Regions from separate parts of the Macaca mulatta genome. Here region 1 is linked to region 2. The links are chromatin contacts, called in public Hi-C maps. All regions are on one chromosome and are shown on one strand. The core of a region is the stretch at or near the end of the contact, and the rest is flanking DNA. Distances in the headings are between cores, read along the strand shown.

What was found. Hi-C and Micro-C count contacts between places; a contact is called where the count stands out from the background.
Region 1: a Hi-C map of cortical neurons shows a contact between it and region 2, with 2.4 times the contacts expected there. The contact joins the promoter of NUP50 here to the promoter of KIAA0930 in region 2. A contact is called at or near these places in 2 of 14 Hi-C or Micro-C datasets (cortical neurons and liver).

What each region holds. Positions count from the first base shown.
Region 1 is chr10:6,328,333-6,332,206 of T2T-MMU8v2.0, reverse strand. It overlaps NUP50 (nucleoporin 50), which reads left to right and starts at 2,468. Exons shown (of 8, transcript NM_001265689.2): 1 at 2,468-2,704. It overlaps LOC144331605 (a long non-coding RNA gene), which reads right to left and starts at 2,187. Exons shown (of 2, transcript XR_013398900.1): 1 at 1,978-2,187; 2 at 1,354-1,789.
Region 2 is chr10:6,249,806-6,253,798 of T2T-MMU8v2.0, reverse strand. KIAA0930 reads right to left here and starts at 2,661. Exons shown (of 10, transcript XM_028827606.2): 1 at 2,293-2,661. The coding sequence starts at 2,494.

The DNA of each region.
Region 1 (3,874 bases), core at 1,219-3,718, 79 kb before region 2:
GACCTCTCCGGGTTAAGCAATTCTCCCACGTCAGCCCTCCCAAGTAGCTGGAACTACCACATGCCACCATGCCCAGCTAATTTTTATAGTTTTTGTAGAGATGGGGTTTTGCCACGTTGCCAAGGCTGGTCTCAAACTACTGGGGTCAAGCGATCTGACCATGTTGGCCTCCCAAAGTGCTGGGATTACAGGCGTGAGCCACCGTGCCTGGCCTGTTTTTCAAAAATTTTCCATAGTTTTTTGACGAGACGAGGTCTCATTATGTTGCTCAGGCTGGTCTCCCAACTCCTGGGCTCAAGCAATCCTCCTGCCTTGGTCTCCCAAAGTGTTGGGATTACAGGTGTGAGCCACCACGCCTGGCCAAAAATTTTACTGTAAAATATTTTAAAACAAGAATTAGAAAAATATTAGCTTTAGAAAAAAATGAAAATCTTTTGAGGTGTTTAGGAAAGCTCCAAGGAACTTAAAAACAACTGATACTATCTTATTTAACAGTCCATTTACTCAGCCCATACTGTGTGCTTTACCTAAGTGTTCACATTTAATCTCTACAACCAAATGAAAGTACATAATATACTCTCACTTTACAGATGAAGAAACTGAGCTCAGAGTTCAGTTTGTCCAAGGCTGTCAAGCTGGGAAGTGATATGGCCAGGAGATTAACTCCAAAGCCCCACTGCCAGGCAGAAAACAGAACATTTCCTGTTTTCATTCCTTATCAGTAGGAGCAAAGTGTAGTTCTGTAAGCTTCCTGTTGGGTGTTTTCTGGTAAATCGTAACAAGAATGACTCCAGGTCAAGGTTTAAGCCTACCTAAAATGCAGGCCAGAACACAGCTAGAATACAGCAATATTATCTTGCAATTTTCTTTACTAGGTTAAACTGGACTTGAATGATCTGAGACATTTATGACTTGATCACTGTGGCAAAACGGAGACAAAGCTGGCTCCTGGCATAGACCTCTAACAGCAGAAAGAAAGGCAGGATCACATCACCATGGACTCGTTTGGAATTAGGTCAAGTAGGTAAACTGACATGTCTGGATATTTATTTACTGAACATGATGACAATGACCCAACCTAACAACCATCAAAATCCTTCGGCTCTCAGGGGTTAAGCAAATTGAAAGGGATTTTTGAAAGGCAGAGTATAGGAAAAAAGTGGCTAACACCTTTGGAGCAGTATTTCATAACCTGAGACTTGAGCTTCATTAAAAGTAACCAAATTCAATGGAGGTAGATGTCTGCGTGCAAAGTGCCTCCATTCTCCTGAGTTATAGCCAGTTTAAAGTTGTCATTTTAGTCAGCAGTGAAATCCATCCAGAAAGGCTCAAGTCAGCTACAGTGCTATTATAGACATAAATCTTTTTTATTTGTATTAGAAAAGCATCAGTTATTTCATGCTACAATGCGTAATTAAGAATTAAATGTGTTCATTATTTTGCTTACCCTTACAATAAGATATTTAGGGTTACAGGAACAGATTAATAATGTTAACAAACCCAGGACTTAACAGACCCAGGAAACATTTTGATGTCGCCGTATCTGTTAGTCCAAACTGCACCATTTTCTAAGCCCCCCGCTATTTCGCAGACACTGGTCAAAGTGAAACATTCCACACGGGTTCGGGCCGCGGTGGTGGCACCTGAAATCCCAACTACTCGGGAGGCTGAGGCAGGAGAATCGCTTGAACCCAGGGGACGGAGGTTGCAGTGAGCCAAGATCGCGCCACTTCAATCCAGCCTGGGTGACAAAGCTCAGTGCCCAGGACGCACTAAGGGATCTCAGGGGCTGAAAAAAAAACAGAAGAGAAGCCACGCGACGCAAAATCAAATGTCAGCGAACGAGGGGTCCTTTAACAGGCGGTCCACACGTCCCCTCCTGGCGCCGAGACCCAGCCGCTCCGGGCCACCCCGGCCAGGTACGGCCAGCCCCGGGGCGGGGCCTCCTGACGTGAAGCGATCCCACTGGCACCTCACAGGATTCCCGAGGGTCGCGGGCGGCCTCTCCTCAGCCCTGCAGCTCCCACACACGGACACCGCGAGCCTCGGCCATGTCCACTGACCGACCTTCCTCGCCGCAGCTCCTCGCGCATGGCCGGCCCCTTAGCAGCGACTAGCGCGAGAACAGCCTGGAAGACGCGCAGCCAGCCCCACGTGAGCCGAACACCCCAAGCCGCCGCTGCCGGCGCCGGCTCCGCGATTAAGGTCGGCGCGTGCGCGCTTGCGCGAGACGGGCACGCTCAGCCCGGCGCCGGTTTCTAGGGAGCTGGGCGCATGCGCCGCGTGAGGGGCCCGGCCGGCGGAAGGAGGTGCTGTTACCGGAGGTCCCGGCGCGCTTGCGCAGTAGCTGAACGCGGGCGTTTCTTTCCTCCCTTTTTTTCGAATTGGTTTTGGGGGTAGATTCGAGTTACAAAATGGCCGCCCGGAGCGTGTTCGGCGCGGTTACTACGGCGGTCTCGGGCTGAACCGGCTCTCTCGCCTCCCTGCCGAACACAGCGTGAGGAGCTCCCCCTCCCCGGGGACATGGTGTTTGAGTCTCTGGGCTTGCCGAGCACCAAGTCCTCTGAGGCCCTCAGGGCAGCACCGGAAGCGGCCGAGCGCGCTCAGCCAGACGACCACTAGTACGCTCCAGACCCCAGCGCCGCCGCGCCCCGGGTTTCGCCGCACCCAAGACCTAGCGAGTGCTGCGGCAGCGGCCGAGGAGGTGAGGGGCGGCGGCTGGCGCAGGAGGGGAAGGGGCTGAGGGCGGGAGCCTGGTGCTGAGAGCCCAGGACCGGTAGGGCGGGAGCGGGCTCGGGCCTGGGAGGGGAGTGCTAGTGCAGGGCTGGGGACTGGACCCTGGGGAGAGGGGTGAGGGCTCAGGGCCGGGGGACGGGCCCCTGGGGAGGGGTGCGGGGCCGGGGACGGGCCCATGGGGAGGGGTGCGGGGCCGGGGGACCAGACCCTGGGGAGGGGCTGGAGGACGGGACACTGGGGAGTGGGGTACAGGGCTAGGGGCCGGGACCCTAGGGAGGGAGCCTGGGTCGGGCGCGCGTGCCGGGCGGGGCGCGTGGGTGGGCAGCGACGGGTGGAGGGTGGGGTGGGATGACAGCGGCGACGCAGCGTGGGCTGTTTGTGAAGCGGGCCCTGGGCCTCGCCAGGCTGCGGCGTCCGACTTGAGTGAGGCTCGCCCCTGCGGCCCCGGAGGAGGTAGGGGGCTGGCAGGGCTGTCCTGGCGTGGTGGTCTCCGTTTCCTTCCTAGCGATTCCTCTCGATTCTCCTCTCCCCCTGGCCACCCCTCGTCGCTTTTCTCCTGGGCCCATTACCTCTCTGGCCTAGCTTCACTTTCTTACTGCGTTCCCGGGTCATTGATCACCCATTTGCTCGGTTCCATTAAGAAACAGTTTGGAGATTCGGTATTTCTGTCTCCTTAGTTGGCCCGCTTGTTCTCTCCCTTCAACAAGGCACCTCACTATTAAGTATAACGAAATCCGTGTTTTCGTTTTAAGCTGATGTTGACAAGTTGAGCTCCAAGGGCAGAGCTACACCAGATGCCAGAGACCACATAACTATATCAGGCACAAATAATGTTTTTTCCAGTTTGCCTAGACTTTCAGTCTCCTACCACGTTGCTTCATACCTAGAAATCATGTCGAATTTGGTGGTTTTTTACCCACAAGCGCAGACGCTTTTTAAATTCCCTTTTATTGATTGTTTGGTTGAGACTGGGTCTTGCTTTGTCACCAGGCCGGAGTGTAGTAGTAGCTCACTGTAGCCTCAAGCTCCTGGGCTCAAGTGATTCTCCTGCCTCAGCCTTCCAGGTAGCTGGGACCACAGGTGTGCGCCACTACGCCCGGCTAATTTTTTATTTCTATTTATTCATCTAATCTATGTC
Region 2 (3,993 bases), core at 1,412-3,911:
GCTGGTCTCGAACTCCTGACCTCATGATCCGCCCGCCTCGGCCTCCCAAAGTGTTGGGATTACAGGCGTGAGCCACCGTGCCCGGCCAAAAATGAGCCCTTCTAAGAAGTTAAGATTCCCATCTCTGTGGCCCTCCACGCCCTTCATCTGCCAGTCCAGATAATAATTTTCTCACTTGTTCACTATGTGTTTACTGGGCACCAAGACGAATCAGACTGGGTAATGCCTTTGAGGGCCTCACGTGCTAACTGGGAAGACAGCACACAGACCATGACAAGGCCACAGTCGTCCTGATTGTCCCGACAAACACATCCCTGGCACAGAGAGAACACAGGCAGCACAGGACTGTGGCCTGGGAGTTGGAAAGGGTTCCCGGAGAGGCAGCATTGGAGCTGAGACTTAAAGGAAAACTTGTGGGGCACATGAGTAGGGGCGGCTTTCCTCGCAGAGAAAACAGCAGGTGTAAAGTGCAGTGCCTCAGAGCCCTGCAGGGACTGAGTTCAGCAGTAGGGGAAGAACGGAGACCTCGCACGTGTGGGAGGCCTGGAGGCCGGGAGAGGAGCCCTCAGACTCTTCATCGCTGATATGGAGATAATACCGCTCCCTGGCAAAGTCAATATTGTATCAGGATTAAATTTGCAGCATGAGGAAAGCACCCGGCACATAGTAAGCTCTCAGTAAATGCTAGGTGCCATTTTCACCGTTCACTGTTCTGGGAATGGCCCTGCAGCCTCCTTGAGGGAGGGGCTGTCTACAAGAGGAGAGAAGGTGCTCACAAGTAAAGGTGGTCAGAGGACAGTAGGTATGTGTGGACAGGGGAGTGGGGAGGGACTGCTTGCAGCTGCTGAGCAAACAGGGCCAAGTGGCCTGCAGCAGATGGTCCCTCAGACGCATCCCAGCTCAGATATTCGGTGCCAGGTGACAGGTGGGCCTGCCAGGGTGGCACACAGTAGGTGCTCAATGAATGTTTGCAGAATGAATTAATGAGCGTGCTCCAATTTCTGCTCATAAGTAAATCTTGACACCTTTCAGAAAGAAACCACTGAAACCTTGTCAACCATTGAAGTTCTTCTTGTCCGTTTCACTTCATAAGCACCCCCCACCCCCACCCCTCCATAAGGAAACCCTAGGCAGGCTAGGCTGGGGCCTGCTCACTGGGAAGCCTCTCATGCTAAGCCTGCCTCCTACAAAAGGGATTCAAATTTACTTCCTCTCCCCACTCCAGCCTCCAGGGTGTGGCCTGCTGAGGGGCTCTGAATGCCTGGTACTGCCATGTCCCGGCGGCTGTGTGACCTTAGGGGGATGCATTTGTTCTCTGGGACTCAGTTTCCCCAACGGTGAATGAAGGGGCCACGGGGTGAACCTGGAAGGCTGACATTCCCTACTCAGCAGTGCTGTCACCCCCTCAGAAATCCCCAGCCTAGCCTGGGGGTGGGGTGGGGGGTGGCTGACAATGTGGTATGAAGTCATTCCCAGCACGGAGGAGGGAGGGGTCTTTTCCATGGAGAAAATGACGAACCTGAGACGACAAAAGAGGGGGCTTCTCCTGGGCTTGAGTCTGGGCACGATCTATCAGTAATGGATTACCTCACTGGCTGGGAGACCCCACCCACACCTGCAGTCCCAGGCCCTTCCAAACAATACGAGGCACCCCCACCCCACGCCCCCCAGCAGATCCATGACTTAAGCCCAGAATCACACCGAGAGGCAGCAGGCCTTGCCCCTCAGCCAAGCGGGCGGGTTCGGGGGGCCACTGCCCAACAGGTCCTTGGATACAGCTAAGGGATGAGAGGGGCCGGCGGGTGCGGAAAGACAAAGGCTTCGGGAAGCAGGAGACAGTGGCCAGGGCACGTTCGCACGGAGGTCCACCCAGAGCCCACGAGGGCCCGGCCCTGCAGCGCTGGGCTACGGGTGTACCCAGATCCCACGCCCACACTCCCTGCCGCCGTGCTGAAGGCCCGGGGCGGGCTTCCTGGAGAAGGAAGAAGACCCGCAGAGGCACGAAGAGGAAGGAGGGAGATGAGAGAGACACCCGGACGGACTGACAGGGGGAAACGCCGAATGAGACCCGGGCACAGGGGTGCGGGGCGCTGGTCCGACAGAAAGCAGAGACAGACCCAGACGCAGGGCGGGGGGCGCATGGGGGAAGACAGGGCACCCGGGTAGACCCAGAGACCACGACACCCGCGCAGAGACAGAGACGCGCGGGGCGCACAGAGACACGGACGCGCAGAGGCGGCCCCGGAGACGCTCACCTCCCCCGGCCCGACCTCGCCCCCAGGCCCCACTCACCGAGGCCGCAGACCTCGCGGCGCAGGCTAAGGCGGCCGCGCTCCTCCGCTATGGCACGGAGCATGTGCTGCAGCGAGCGCTCCTCGGCCTCGGCGCCGCCCGCAGGCTCGGGGGCGGCGGGGAGGGCGGGCGGCCCGGCCCGGAGCCCCGCGGGCGCGGACGCCGAGGCGCAGGCCCGGCCCGGCGGCCGCGCGGAGGCCATGCCGGGCCCCGGTTCATCGCCTGCGCCGCGCCCGCAGGGGCCCCCGGCGCGCCCCGCCGCCCCCGCCCCGGCGCAACCCGCCACGAGCACCAGGGAAGCCACAATCCGCCTCTGTGCGCGTCGCCGTCGCCGCCGCCACTCGCCAAGCCCAACACCGGCGAGCGAACCTCCGCGCCGCCGCCGCCCGCGCGCCCCCGGCTCCGCTCGCCCCGCCCCGGCCCGGCCCCGACCTGGCCCCGCCTCGGCCCCGCCCCGGCCCCGCCCCTGTCCCCTCCCGCCCCGCCTCTGAACGGCACGAACCCGCCCCCGGCTCCCTGGCCCCGCCCCCTGTCCTCCCTGGCCCCGCCCACTTCCAACGGCCGGTCTCCGCCGATCTTCGGATGCTCGCGACTCCCTCCTTCAAACCGCTCGCGGGGTCCCGCCTCCACACACGGTCCTAAACGCCCCGCCAGCAGGATCACGCCTCTGAGCCCCTTCCGCCGCCCCTTCAGGGCCCCTGTCCCCTCCCCCGCTGCTGCCCCACGGGATGTGTACTTTGTCACCCGCCCTGTGCGTTGCCACCTCCACCGAGTCCCCTCTGCTGACTTCTGGGAACTTCCCACCTGGTTTCTGCTGGGAATTTCTTCCGCAGAACCCCTCAAGAGGTCACCTGCCCCCAGAAGGTGGTCTCCTGGGGGACACCGTGGCAAAGCCCTTCCAGCCCCCTTCCTCTGCACCTGGCACAGTGCAGTGTTGCGCCTCCACTTCCTCGGCTGCACCATGGGGGACCTTTCCCTGCCTTGCCTCCCCAACATGGGGGAGTGTTGATGAAGTGGGAGGTATGAGGTTAGCTGGGCGTGTCACCCTGATGAAGCCAGGTCTGGCCAGCATCCCTCCGTGTGCTGGTTGTGACTGATACAGGAAGACCCTGGAGAAGCAGCCAGTGGCCTCCCCAAACCTCATGCCTGGTGGTCCATTTCCAAGAACAGGGGAGATGGAGAGACCAGCATTGATTTCCAGGTCTCCCCAAAGCTAAATCTACGCCGCTCCCCGCATTCACAGCCTCTGTGCAGACCCCCAGACCCATCAAGGCCCCCCTTCCCTCTGTCTAGAGTCCTCTTCTCCCCATTCCTGTGTAACTTGCTTCCTCATTTCCTTTGCGGCCGGAGTGTCACCTCCTCAAAGAACCTCCCCTGACCGCCTTCCCTTCCTCTCTCTTCCCTTAGTCTGTTTCTCCTTCACAGGGTGACACTTGCCTCCTCCCGACACATTGGATACCTGTGGGTTCTGCTTATTGTCTTCTCCACCGAGGGAGGGGCCTATCTACTACACGGCTGTAATCCCAGTACCCTGGGCATTGCCTGGCACACATGAGACACCCAATAAATAAATACAGGCTGCAGGCAGGGCACAGTGGCTCATGCCTGTAATCCCAGCACTTTGGGAGGCTGAGGTAGGCGAACTGCCTGAGGCCAGGAGCTTCAGAACAGCCTGGCTAAAATGGTGAAACCCCATCTTTA